Linked DNA regions of Mus musculus: all the other regions are linked to region 1. A link is a contact called in public promoter capture Hi-C data. All regions are on one chromosome and are shown on one strand. Each heading gives the region's core, a stretch centred on a gene start, on an enhancer-like site or on the middle of the called end of the contact. The rest is flanking DNA. Distances are from core to core; before and after follow the strand shown. Region 1 overlaps Tsks (testis-specific serine kinase substrate). Region 2 holds the start of Myh14 (myosin, heavy polypeptide 14). Region 3 holds the start of Ppfia3 (protein tyrosine phosphatase, receptor type, f polypeptide (PTPRF), interacting protein (liprin), alpha 3).

Region 1 (4,550 bases), core at 1,504-4,003:
AACAAAACAACAAAAAAAGATTTATTTATAAGGTCTATAGTGTTCTGCCTGTATGTCTTCATGCCAGAAGAGGATACCGGATCTCATTATAAAAGGTTATGAGCCACTTTTAGCTGGGAATTGAACTCAGGACCTCTGGAAGAGGAGCTGATACTTAAGGCAGGGTAGAGTCTCTATGTGTAGCTCTGGCAGTCCTGGAACTCACTCTGTAGACCAGGCTGGCCTCAAACTCATAGAGATCCACCTGCCTCTGCTTCAGGAGTGCTGGGATTAAAGGTGTGCGCCACCACAGATGGGGTAAGACTGTCTCAAAAGGTAGGGAGAACAGGTGCAGAGCTCTAGTCAGTGATGCCAATACATAAGGAGCTGAGGCGGGGGCATCTCCAGGATTGTTCAGTCCATCATTTCATGAATGGGTTACAGTCAGATCCCTTTAAAAAATTAAGAGAGAAAGAAAGTAAAGATAAAAATCAGGAGAGAAAGGGGACGAGGAAAAGGAAGCAGAAGCTGAGGAACAGGAGGAAGAGGAAGGGGAGGAAGCCATGCCTGTCCTTTCAACACACCATGCAGTGTCCACACCATACGGCCCATCCACGTCGCCCACCCACCTGTCATGGCCACATGGGCTCAGCTAGCTGCAGAGGCACTCTAATTTAAAGTCTTTATCTCACTGAGAAACGAGGATAAATGCCAGTGGTTATGTAACAAATCTCACTGCTATAGCACAAAGACAGAGAAGAGTGCACAGGGCACAAGCCGCAGCCTAGTCTCAGAGCAGCTGGTAACAACTGAGCACAGGAAGCAGGCGTGGTGGCACTGGCCTTTAATTCTAGCACTCAGGAGGTAGAGGCACACTGAACTCTATGGGTTCCAGGCCAGCCACAGCTACATGGTGAGATCTCATGGTCTCTACCTGACGATCCAAGATGTTGTCAGTTTTATACTTCAGAGAGTGGGGAGACAGAAAAGGAGGGATTTTTGGGGGTACACATTTGTGGCTGGAATCCGCGGTCTTGTGCACACTGGCAAGTACTCTGTCACTGAGTCACACCCCAGCCCCTCACTGGGGCGTTCTAGGTAGTGTCTCTACCACTGAGCCACATCCTCTCCTCTGACTGGGGGATTCTAGGCATTTTTCTGAAACTGTCTTCCCCTCTTGTCCCAGCACACTGTGAAGAATATTAGTCTACTTCTAGCTTTACCAAACAAGGGAACTCAATTCAAGGATGTCACCCTTTGCCCAAAGCCACATGCCCATCCAGAGCAAAACCAAACTGAAAATACACCCTTGCTGCCTCTAGAATGTTCTTGGTATTGAACTATACATGTCTTCTGTTCTTCACCAGAGTGGGGTCAACAGTGGATTGGTACGTGCCAAAGACTCCATCACCAGCTTGAAGGAAAAGACCACGCGGGTTAATCAGCACGTTCAGACTCTGCAGGTATGATACTTAAGGATCCCTGTGGCCTCTTCCTCCAGAACTAAGTTCTCGTCTTTGTAGCCACCTTTCTCCATTGTGCCGGCCCTCCGGAAGCTAAGAGCCTGCTCCCCTGTATAAGCTTTAACCCCGCCTTTGTGTAACCCTGTCTCCCTTCCATGGTCAAGAGCGAGTGCTCTGTGCTGAGTGAGAATCTGGAAAGAAGACGGCAGGAGGCAGAAGAGTTGGAGGGGTACTGCAGTCAGTTGAAGGTGAGCCGCTGTGGAAGGAATGGCTTGGGGAGAAAGTGATGAGAAAAGCGGGGACCGTGGAGGGCTTGGGATGTGGCTCAGTGGGCAGAGGGCTTTGCCTAGCATTCAGGAAACCCCGGGTTCAGGCTTGAGTGTGGTAGCACACCTTTGATCTCAGAACTTGGAAGTACAAGATTCTTTTCAGCTATATAACGACTTGGAAACCGGGGTACATGAGACCCTCTCGTGGCTATCAAAAAATGTCACTCTCTTCTGGCCTTCATGGGCACTGCCTGCGCTGTTGCACATATACATATGTATATTCATATACACAGGCAAAATACCCATTCATATAAGATTTTTTTTTTCAAGACAGGGTTTCTCTTTATAACCCTGGCTGTCCTGGAACTAACTCTGGAGACCAGGCTGGTCTCAAATTCATAAATCCGCCTGCGTCTGCCTCCCAAGTGCTGGGATTAAAGGCATGCGCGCCGCGGCCGCCGCCACCATCACCTCCCGGCTCATAAGACGTTTTCAAAAAAAAAAAAAATCTATTGAATTTTTAAATTTAAAACAAAAAGAGCACAGGAGAAGCGGGATGGTCAAAGGGGTACTGCAGTACGGGCTTGGTTAGGAAGGAAGCTTGGTTGGGAAGTGGGTGCGTCCTACATAGGGCAGGTGCGATGCAAAAAAAGAGGCTGAAGGTGGGGGGCAGAACCGGAATGGGAAGGCAGGGCCCCCGCCCTGATGTCCTGACCCAGGAGAACTGCCGCAAGGTGACCCGTTCAGTGGAAGACGCTGAAATCAAAACCAATGTCCTGAAGCAGAACTCTGCCTTGCTGGAGGTACGAGGGTGTGGAGGGTCCCAAACTAGTGAGAAGTTTGGGTGGAGTCTCGGGATGGAGGTTGGAGGAGCTATGGTGGACAAGGACAGGGGTGTAGAGGCTCCAGAGCCTTCAGTGAACTGAGGAGGGTTTGGGACCTGGCTGAAGGAGTTGGCTCTCAGGGGAAGGAGGGGCCCATCCCACGGGAGGAGCCAAAAGGGCTCGCTGGGTGGGACCAGGGTGGAGCCTGAGGAAGCTTAGTTATTCAAGGGTGTAGCCTGAAACGACTGGGTAGGCCGGGTCTAGTCTAGAATGAAGACTTGCTGCTAGCTCACTTTCCAACGGAACGCCGAGAAAGCTTGTCGCGGTCCCTAAGAGGCAGGGGCTGATTTTAGGCAGGCAGGGCAGGAGAAGGGAGTGATAGGTTGCCTGCCACTACAGAGTTTAGAGTAAATGTTATCTCCTCTCCTAAAGACAAGCAGGAGTTCAGTTACACTGCACGCGTACTTCCCAACTATCCTCTCTCTACACTACTTTGCAATCTCGGGGATCCATGGGGTGTAGTTAGCTGCAGGTGGTAAGGTGCCGAACACCTTGATTCGTTGCCCTCCCTTGCTCAGGAGAAGCTAAGATACCTCCAGCAGCAACTGCAGGATGAGACGCCCCGGAGACAGGAGGCCGAGTTGCAGGAGTTGGAGCAAAAACTGGAGGCTGGCCTCTCCCGACATGGTCTGAGCCCTGCCACTCCCATTCAGGGCTGCTCGGGTCCTCCTGGCAGCCCCGAGGAACCCCCGCGGCAGCGAGGCCTGTCCTCCAGTGGCTGGGGCATGGCAGTCCGCACAGGGGAGGGACCCTCGCTGAGCGAGCAGGAGTTGCAGAAGGTCTCCACCGGCCTGGAGGAGCTGAGGTGGGCGGGACTGAAGGAAATTGGTGGATCAGGCCGTAGGTGGAACAAAGGGCGGGAGCTAGGAGGAGCTTGGAGCCTGCGTGGGCGGGGTTTGTTTGCGGTTGGGTGGACCGGACAGAGTAAATCCTTGAGGGGTAGTGGTGGATGAGAATTGGAAGAGCTTGATGTGGGCGGGGCTTAGGGGAGCTAAACGTGTGAGCACAGAAGCAGAACCTAGATGAGGATTGGGTGATAGCATAGGTGGTACCGGGCTAACTTCGTACACTCAAAAAAGGAAAAGAGGTGGGGTGGGGGACGCAAAGTGGTGCATTCTTTTAATACCAGCACTGGGAGACAGAGGCTGAAGGATCTTTGTGAGTTCGATGCCAGCCTAGTCTACAAAGAGAATGCCAGCACAACCTGGACTACAATAAACAAGAATGTCTTTTTTGTTTGTTTTCGAGACAGGATTTATCTGTGCAGCCCTGGCTGTCCTGGAACTCACTCTGTAGATCAGGCTGGCCCTCAAACTCACAGAGGTCTGCCTGCCTCTGCCTCCCAAGTGCTAGGATTAAAGGTGTCACTCACCACCAACCGGCAACAGACCCTGTCTTAAAAACCAAAACAAGGCCAGGTGGGTCCCACTTGGGAGGCAGAGGCAGGTGAATTTCTGAGTTCGAGGTCAGCCTGGTCTACAGAGTGAGTTCCAGGACAGCCAAGGCTACACAGAGAAACCCTGTCTCAAAAAAAAAAAAAAAAAAAAAAAAAAAAAAAAAAAAAAGAAAGAAAGAAAGAAAGAAAAGAAAAGAAAAAAAAAAACCCAAAACAAAAAAAGTAAAGAAAAAAATGTTGGTGATCTATTTGGGGCGAGGTCGACGATAGCATGCATAGTCAACTCTTATACCCAACCCTTTCTTCCCTTCTGATCCTCGCAGGAGGGAGGTGTCCTCGCTGGCAGCCCGGTGGCATCAGGAGGAGGGGGCAGTGCAGGAGGCCCTGAGGTTGCTGGGAGGCCTTGGCGGCCGTCTGGATGGCTTCCTGGGCCAGTGGGAGCGGGCGCAGCGGGAACAGGCACAGTCCGCAAGGGGCTTGCAGGAGCTGCGAGGACGAGCAGATGAGTTGTGCACTATGTAAGGGCTCAGCAGGTGCTGAAGGGATGTGGGCTCCATGG
Region 2 (4,327 bases), core at 574-3,073, 280 kb before region 1:
CTCCTTCAGACACATGAGTCCAGACCTCAGCCCTCCTCCTTTAGACACTAGGGTCCAGACCTCTGCTCTCCTCGCTCAGACACTGGGTTCCACGCTCAGCTTCTTCCCTCTGACTTGGGGTACCTGGCTCATTATCGCTCTGGGAGCATGGATCCTAACTCCCTCTCGTCCCGACCCAGCGCCCTATGGCATAGCTCCTTTATCCCGCGGATCCCGAGGCTACCTGGGCGCCTGGCGGTAGAGATGGGGAGGCCTCCGAGTCCAGATCCTCTCCAGCACCCAGGTGAGGCCGGCTCTGCGGTCCAGCAAGAGGTGGGGCCTCTCCCGTCAGGAAGGCAGGACCGGGTTCTGACGTCTCCTGACACCTGCCGGGCTGGGCGGGGGGCGGGGCCTGGCACAGCAGCCAGCAAAGATAGAACCTGTTGCCAAGTGGGCGGCTGTGGGCAAAGGTGAAGGGCTGGCACAGAGCCGGACTAAGTATGCTAGGGTTCGAATCTCCCTCCAGCCTTCTGAACCTTCACTTTCTTCGCTAGGAATTGAGGCTCATGAGATCAACAAAAATTATTTGAGGAAAAGGACCCAGGTCTCTGTTCTGTTTTATCGTGGTTTTTTTTTTTTTTTTCTTTCTTTCTTTCTTTCTTAGAATCTCAGTTTCCTGAACCCTGGAAGTGGGATGCCCCAATCCTCAGATATGATGTCAAAATGCTATGCCAGCCTCAGGCTTGGGTCTTCTCCTCAATCGAGAAGGTGATCGAGGAGGAGACATCGGGTGATCATGCCTACGATAAACTTGTGGCTTAAGAGGTGTTAAGAGGTATGGCTTACAGAACAATTTATTTTTGTTTTTTGTTTTTCAGATACAGGGTCTTAAGTAGCCCAGGCTCGCCTGGAACTCATCATGTAGCTGAGGCTGGTCTTGAACTCCTGATTACTATTATGATGTTTAAAAAAAAAAAAAAGCCACAGGGCCAGGCACACCAGGTCCCTGTGTTCCCCACCTCGGTCCAGTCTATATCTTCACTCTCTGTGAGATGGAAACCACACAAACCTACCTCAAATCCATTCTCCTACACTGGAGGGGAGTTTAGTTATACATTAAAGTGCCCATGTCCATTGTGAGGCTTGGTGGCACACTCTTGTCATCGCGGCCCTTGAGAGGCTCAGGCAGGAAGGTTGGGGGTTGAGGTCAACTCGGTCTACACAGTGAGTTCAGAAGCTATCTCCAAAAAAAACAAAAAACACAAAAAAAACAAACAAAAAAAACTCACAAAAAAACAAAAAACCAAAACAAAACAAAAAACCAAAACAACTAACTAAACCAAGTCAAATCAAAACAAACTGGGACACCCAGCCAAACACATCCTTCTCTGTTCCTGTCCCTGCCTGTCGCGACCCCTCTCTCTCTGGTCCACAGCTTTTTCCTCCTCTGACATCTGACACGGTAGTCCTGAGAGCTGGGGAATGGAGACCATGACTCAGGTGTTCTATCATGCAACGTTCCAAGCACTGCCTCAGTTTCCCCTTCTGCAGAACAGACCGTGTGACGCTGTCAGAGATGACCCCAGGCTGTCTGGCACAAGGTGGGAATCCGGGCTGGGTGACTACAACCTTCCCCTTACCTCTCCCTGACCCTGGGGTCGCTTGCACCCAGGGTGAATGTCTTGACCCACCCCTCTCCAAGACCCCCCGCTGTACCCCACCGGCTCCGGCCTCCCCAGGTCTGACAGGCTCTGGCCAACCCTTGGGGCGCACCACGGGGGGGAGGTCCCCGGACACTCACCGGCGCCCAGGGCGGTCCAGAGGCCTCGGCCTGGACAGAAAAGGAGGCGGGGCCTGCAGTGGACGGCCCCACCCACAGGTAGGCATTACAGACCAATCAGCACTTGCTGCGGCCCGCTCAGACCTCGCCCCTGGGGCTCAGTGCTGCCCAATCAAAAAGAGCGGCTGGCGCGCCAGGCCAATCAGAAGTTGGCAAAGCGTGCCAGGCGTGGGAAAAGAACCTGGCCGAGAATGTGCGGCAGTAGGCGGGACCCGGGCCTGATGGCCAGCAGGAAGCACCAATAGAGATGCTTGGGGAGCGGCCAGCAGCTGCTGGTTCAAGGGGACAGGGTGAATGGGCTGCTTTGTAAACAGGCATGAATGGATGCCTTTGTGCGCACCCGTAGGGGGCGGCGGGAGGCCGGAATGCCTGGGTCCCCCGGGAGCCGGCGTGAGGACACACACCAAGAAACTGCTTTTGTAGAGTGCAGACCGTGAGCAGACCCAAAGCAGGTGGATGGGTCAGAATCATTTATTGAGCTCAAAGATGTGTGAAGCGTTTCCACTACGTAATTTCACTAAAGCCTTGAACTTGGTGCGATTGAGACCTTATATGGAGACTCAGTAGAGGGTTAGCCTAGCATGCACGAAGCCCTGGGTTCCACCCAGTCACCTTGCAAAGCAGGAGTGATGGCACCAGAGAATCATTCCAGCCCTGGAGAACTGGAGGTTGGAGGATCAGGAGTTCAAGGTCATCCTACAGCTATGTAAAGATTTCTAGGCCAGCCTAGATTATAGGAGACCCTGTCTCAGAAAACAAAGCAAAAACCCCAACCTCATCTGGAGGACCACACCTACCATCCTAGCTAGCATTGCCGGGCTGAGGCAGGAGGACTGCAATGAGTTGAGGTCATGGGTTTAAACAAAGTGATTGAGAAACTTAGTGTGACCCTGTCTCAAAGTACAAAAAGAGGGCTTAAGATGTGGCTCAGTTATAGGGCACTTGAGCTATAAAGCACTAAGTTTACATCACCTTACTGCAAAAATAAATAAATCAGCAAACAAACGATAAGTAAATACCAAAGTCCCCAAAGCCCTCACCACATAGATACACTCCACCTTGTCTTCCAACTGCTTAGCTCGTGTTGTTTCATAGTCCCTTAAGCACTTGGGTCTGCCTCAGCTTTGAACAGTCTCCTAAACTTGCTGTTTCCTTGTGTATGTGTGTGAGTGTATGGCTCTCTGTGTGTGTGTGTGTGTGTGTGTGTGTATGGCTTTTTTACCTGCATATATGTATGTGTACTGTGTGCATACAGTGCGGTCGGAGGCCAGAAGAGGATGTCAAATTTCCTGCAACTGGAGTTACAGATGATTCTGAGCTGTCCTGTGGGTACTGGGAATTGAACCCAGGTCCTCTGGAAGAACAGTTTCTGCTCTTAACCACTGAGCCACTGCTGCAGGCCTGCTTCTTTGCTTCGGAGACAGGGTTTCATTCTGCAGCTCTGCCATCCTGGCACTCTATTGTCCATTTGGACATGACAGCTCAGGTGTCTGTAGCCAACCAACCGTACCTGCCAACTACGGATATCATCCACTCCATCAAGGCTAAATCTACCCAGCAACTGGTGATGTCATCATCTGTCTTTACTGGCCTGGTTGCAGAGGCAGCTTCAGTTCTGCTTGCTCAGCCTAAGGGGAGGTGAGACTACCTGCATAACAGAGGATGACTGTGAACTTCTGATCGCTCTGCCTTTGCCGCCTGAGTGTAGGAATGACTGGTATGCACCACCACACATGGCTTAGCAGGCTTTGGTTGCCGGGGATTTTCTCTGATCTGCAAACCCATGCCACTCTAATGCCTGCTAACATTTAGTGAGAACACACACAGTTCTAAGCTCTCACTGTACATTAAATCCCACAACATGGACCCACCAGCTCTATGCATTTGGTCCTGCTGCTGCACACATTTTACAGGCGTGGGCACAGAGACCGGGCTGCCTCAGTGAGATCAATTCCTGTCTCTATGATACCACCAGGGATAAGGCAAGACCAAAGAATCAAGTCCAAAGGACGAATGCCCCTGCCTCTAAACCTCTCGCCATCCTCCATTACACCATCCAGAATACATGCTTGAGTTAAAGTCCCAATATGTCTCCTTGGAGACCTTGATACACGCACACACACACACACACACACACACACACCATCATCATCATCATCATCATCATCACCACCACCACCACCTACAGGATACTCTCAGTTATATTGTGAGCCCGTTGTTATCTGTGTGTGGTCTTCTCCTGAGGTTCCCCGTGGGTAAATAAGCTGAAATAGGGAAATCAGTGAATGAAACACGCAGACATGTGTGGCCAGAGAAAGAAATAGACCATGAAAGCTTTCTTAATCCCAGCCCTCAGAATGACCTGGGTCTAGAGAACCTAAGCAATAGCCTGGAATGTGTGGGGAAATCCAGCAAGGAGCTAAGATACTACACAAAAATGAAAGATGTTGTCTGGGTCTGAGGCTCAGTTGGTACAGTGCCTGCCCAGCATGCATGAAGCCTTGGGTT
Region 3 (4,431 bases), core at 1,353-3,852, 410 kb after region 1:
GGTCTAATTCCAGTTCCAGAGGACCTGGCACCCTTGCATAAACATATATGCAGACAAAACACTAATGCACATAAAATAAAAATAATTAATTAATTAAAAAAAAGACTGTGCACACTAGAGTTCCAAAGAATACTAGACTATTTAATTGAAAATGACACATTCTGCAAGTTAGAATATCCTGGGAAGAAGGGAATCTAGAACATCAGCAGACGTGGCCCGAACATAAAACACATCTACAATGGAAACTCAGCAGATACTAGTCTTTAAGGGTGGGCATAAAGTGAGCCCTTTTTGTAATTGGTCAAGTGCTAGTAATTGAAGCCTGGCCTTTGTGCATGTGAGGTAAGTGCTCTGCCCCAGCAACAACCCCAGCCCCTGTAGCTAGAAATATAGGGCATGTCTGAGGAGAGGCCTGAGAGCAGAGAATGGCTTAGGCATGTTGTCTAGATATTGGTAAAGACCAAAAAAGAAAAAGAAGGAAGGGGAAGAGGAGAAGAATAAATAGAAGAAAAAGAGGATGAAGAGGAGGAGGAAAAATGTAGACAACATAGTGAGTTCTAATCCAGCCTGGGACGCATGGCAAAATCCTGCCACTGGGGATGGGAAAGGAGCAAGTAAAAAAAAAGACATGCTTAGAAGTTAGTTCATGGCCTTGAAGTGGATCACATGCCTTGGTGAGGACGGAACAGGCACATCATCTGGAAATGTTCTGGAACTTAGGATCTTGAACATAACACAGGGAAAGGACACATTTTTAACTAGAAGTGCAGAAAGACAGCTGCCTGGTTCCAAATAACCTCGTGAACCTTGATCCCAAAACACACCTGGAGGAAAGGATGGCTGTTTGGTACTTGGAGTATGAGACATCAGATATTACCATATGGGTCTCTAGAGGCAATGAGATGCCAGAAATATCCAGCTTTGGGGGAGAGGAGACTCTGCAAGTCTAGCACCTGAGATGATAGAGCAGATGATAAGTGCTCGTTAAAGCCATGGGAGATGTGAAGTTGAGGCCACCAAGACATGAAGATGGGAGTGGAATGCAGAGCCAAGGTCCAGACTTTTGAATCTACCTAGGGGTGAAGAAACTTAGAGCCTGACTGTTTGGTGGGAGTGTAAGCCTGGGTGGGTGGTCTGATGGACAGGACACTCACCACTGTCAGAGATTCTGGGTCCCTGAGATGAGTGTTTGTTCAGGTGGAGGTTATAAGATGGGGGTGAGACACTTAGATCTCCAAGGGGGAGTGAGGACAGAAGCAGAGGAATTGCATTCCAGGTCTTTGAAAAGAAGTCATGGCGCCTGAGTCTATAAGGCAGCAAGCAGGTGCTGGTGTACCAAGAGGCTGGTCATATTTGTCTGCGGAGGGCAGGGGGGAGCTGTTAAAGTAGGTGCTAAGTGGGGAGGTGGGGGCAAAGGCTAGGAAACTGGATTCCCCGGGTGCTGAATAAGGTGACAGTGATTAGTCAGGGCCAGCAGATATATGGACACTAACAGCTTTTCAGAACCAGGTGGGAGCGGGAGGCTCCATGCCAAGGTTTCTAAGTGGCCTGGGCAGGGACATTCACAAGCTCTATGTAAGTGAAGCAGCTAGAGTCCCAGAAAGCTAGAGTGCCTAAAGATGGGCCTGAGAGCCCTGCGGCCCATCTGGGAGGGGGGCGCCGGGGAACCCCAGGTCAAAGGCGCGGTGAGGGGGAGGAATCCCCACACCACCTGCACCCCCCTCCTCCCTAGCGGCCGTGGAAGGAGATGGGGGAGGCGAGGCTACCGAGAGCTGACCATGGACAGCTCCGGCGCGGGCCTGTGTCCAGGGCGAGCCGGCCTGGACCGAGGAACGTCTCCGGTTGATTCAACCAGAAGGTGGGGGACGCAAATGGGGGAACGATTTGGACGCAATGGAGGAAGCCCCACAGCGGTGACCAGGGTCTGGAGCTCCCAGGACTGGGCCCAGAGGATGGATCTAGACTGAGGGATCCCCTGGGCTGAGCTGAGGGATCCAGGCTTCTGGGCCCTGGAGGAGGCACAAGGAGGTAGCCCGCCTGAGATACTAGGGTTCGGCGGGGCACTCTCAGCTCCGGGAAGGGACACGCCTGGGTCTCTTGGGTTGGCTTGTGAAATCTGGACTCTGGGTTCCCTTGGGATGAAGATGGGAATGTAGGATTTCGGGCAAGCTGGTCGGAAACGCTAGCCCAGGGGTCCCCAGGGTGGGCGCTGCCGGGCAAGCTGGGCCGGGCTCTTACCTACCTGGTCCGCGACGACTGCGGGAGGAGCTGGGCTGCAGGAGGGACGCGGGGTGGGGTAGGGGCACCGGGCGGGGCCCCTGGCGGCGGCCGGGGCCCGGATCTGGAGCTCTGGAACCCTGTCTACGCCGCTAGCGCGGGCTCAGCGTCTCTTGCTCCGGCTCCAGCGCTGGGGACCCCCCTCCCCCTCACGGTCTCACAGCCTTCTTACTCCCTAAAATAGCCCCCTGCCCTTGTCACCGTACAGCCTCCCCCCGCGAGGCCGCAGTCGCCAGATCCAGGGGTGCCCACCAGCGCCCCCCCAAATCCCACCTTCTCCCCCCCCAAAAAATTCTCCTCCCTCCCCCTCCCCCCCCACAGATCCCGGGCGGTCGTGGCCCCTTTAACAGAAGACTGACGGACGGTGCTGAATGGCCAATGAGAATTGGCCTCCGTGCCGGCCGGCGACCAGACCCCGCCTCCACATCGGGAGGGAGGGGCCGCGCGGGCGGAGAGCTGGGGGCGGGACTCATGGTGCAGCGACCAATAGGCATGCAGCGTGCGGCGGCCTGGGAGGGAGGCGGAGCCCGGCAGAGGATGATGTCACCTGAATCTAGTAGCGCGCAGCATGGAACGCGAGTCGCGACCCCGGGTCCCCACGGCGGCGCGCGTCTCACGGGACACGAGGGTTGGGCGGCGGGATAGGAATTCAACATTCAAGGTGGGATTTTTTTTTTTTAAGACAAGGGCGGCTCCCGGAAGGATGTGCTCGGTTGGAAGGTGAGGCAAGTGGACGACGGGTGGCGAGTGCGTGTTACTCTGCACCCCTGCGCCCGTCTAGGGTACTGCATGCGCCCCACCAACCCGACTCCTACGCAGACGGTGGCACGGCCCGCAAGGGTTCCCCCAGTGGATGGTTCGCTCCGCCCCGCCTACAGAGGCAATGATCAGGCGGCTTCTGCTGGTTTCAAGACTCCCGCGTCCGACTCACTGGAGACCTTGCCAGGCCTTGGCCTTCCGAACCTCTTAAGGGTTGGGGGCAGTGGTCTTTAGTGGTGCTCCCTGGCGCTCACATAGACGCAGCCTTGGGTCGGGCTAGTCTCTGGGACACCGGCCAGCCTCCGCCTTCAGAGCTGCGCGAGCGTTGTCTATCATGGTACACAGACTGGAATGAGCTTGTTCTTAACCTCAGCTTCACTGTCCTCCTCCCCCACAGAGACTATTCCAGGATGCGCGACAGACACACAAGACACTCGGTGAGGGTTAAAGATCTTTAAATAAGGAGCCAGTGACAATAAATAATACTGTACAGGGGAGGAGAAGGAGGGTCCTGGTCTGTGATTTCAGCCTCGAGACTCCAAGGACCTGTGAGGGTGTAGAGAGGGGAGTTTTAGACACAGGGTAGGTTCAGGGGTGGGGTGGGGGAGGGCGCGTAAGATGTTCAATGGTGGGGTTCTGGAGACAACAGTTCAGAAAATCAGGCACAGGGCTTCTGGAGTTGGGGAGCCAGAGGGTCCCAGGGCCTTAGCTACCATGGCAGGAGTCAAAGGTCAGAAAACCCCTGGTGGAGAGCCAGAGATAAATGTTGAAGGCCGCTGTGCTCACTGGCCTGATTTGGGTATCTAAGGTTGGGGAAGGCAGCAGGGAGAGGATGGTGACTGGAGGCTCACGTGTAGCTGTGGTGCTGCTGGCGCCGACGGGCAGATCGCATCTTCTCGAAGCGGGCTTCCATCTCCTCCAGCACCCGAGGAGTGTAGCGCACCACCAGTTTCACTGAGCCCTGTGCAGCCTTCAGGAGTTCCACCGCCTTTTCATGGTGTTCGCCTTCCACACTCTGCAGGGCAGGCCTCGCACAGACTGCTGGCCCAAACCGCTGCCCTTACCACCCTACCCAGGACATGGGACCAGTGGATAGTGACACGGCTGCTGGGGTCAAGTCTCCAAGGCCTCATATCCCTCTAGTGGATCACCAACTTTAGGCACAGCACCCACAACCTAAAAACTGCATGTCAAGATAGCTTTGAGTCCCAGTGTCCTCAATGAACCAGGCCACTGAACCTGTCCCAAAAAAGTCTGTCTACACCCCCTAAGCTTATTGATCTCCTGCCCTCACTGCCCAGGGCCAGAAGCCGGGCTTTTCTGGAGAGACGACCTCCTCGGTGGTGTTTCCTTGGATTCTAATCACTGGGGTTTCAGGATGCTGACTGGCCCAGA

The links. Promoter capture Hi-C pulls out the DNA fragments that hold promoters and counts their contacts.
Region 2: a promoter capture Hi-C map of stem cell-derived epiblast-like cells shows a contact between it and region 1, with 2.5 times the contacts expected there. The contact joins the promoter of Myh14 here to the enhancer-like site in region 1. A contact is called at or near these places in 5 of 39 promoter capture datasets (cranial neural crest, embryonic stem cells, pre-B cells and 1 more), 1 of 15 datasets of contacts at CTCF or cohesin (embryonic stem cells), 1 of 484 Hi-C or Micro-C datasets (embryonic stem cells), 1 of 115 datasets of contacts at active chromatin or transcription factors (embryonic stem cells) and 2 of 9 other capture datasets (embryonic stem cells and liver).
Region 3: a contact with region 1 is called in a promoter capture Hi-C map of liver, with 2.1 times the contacts expected there. The contact joins the promoter of Ppfia3 here to the enhancer-like site in region 1. A contact is called at or near these places in 3 of 39 promoter capture datasets (cranial neural crest and liver), 2 of 115 datasets of contacts at active chromatin or transcription factors (microglia and pancreatic cancer cells) and 2 of 9 other capture datasets (adipose tissue and liver).

Annotation. Positions count from the first base shown.
Region 1 is chr7:44,949,433-44,953,982 of GRCm38.p6, forward strand. It overlaps Tsks (testis-specific serine kinase substrate), which reads left to right. Exons shown (of 11, transcript NM_011651.2): 3 at 1,347-1,442; 4 at 1,607-1,690; 5 at 2,404-2,514; 6 at 3,114-3,400; 7 at 4,315-4,509. Among named protein-coding and RNA genes, the nearest start is that of Tsks, 8.5 kb to the left of the region's middle. Within about 2 kb of position 2,754, at least 261 of the 459 cell types and tissues checked have an H3K27ac peak or open chromatin away from gene starts, as enhancers often do. A contact at or near this core is called in adipose tissue, liver, pancreatic cancer cells and 1 more, where this site is marked.
Region 2 is chr7:44,669,020-44,673,346 of GRCm38.p6, forward strand. It overlaps Myh14 (myosin, heavy polypeptide 14), which reads right to left and starts at 1,824. Exons shown (of 42, transcript NM_001271540.1): 1 at 1,781-1,824. It overlaps 2310016G11Rik (RIKEN cDNA 2310016G11 gene), which reads left to right. Exons shown (of 5, transcript NR_152106.1): 2 at 180-283; 3 at 644-814; 4 at 1,415-1,580.
Region 3 is chr7:45,364,417-45,368,847 of GRCm38.p6, forward strand. Ppfia3 (protein tyrosine phosphatase, receptor type, f polypeptide (PTPRF), interacting protein (liprin), alpha 3) reads right to left here and starts at 2,603. Exons shown (of 30, transcript NM_029741.2): 1 at 2,243-2,603. Lin7b (lin-7 homolog B (C. elegans)) reads right to left here. Exons shown (of 6, transcript NM_011698.1): 5 at 3,888-4,051; 6 at 3,475-3,582. The coding sequence ends at 3,561. It overlaps Mtag2 (metastasis associated gene 2), which reads left to right and starts at 1,745. Exons shown (of 2, transcript NR_015480.2): 1 at 1,745-1,858; 2 at 2,960-3,532.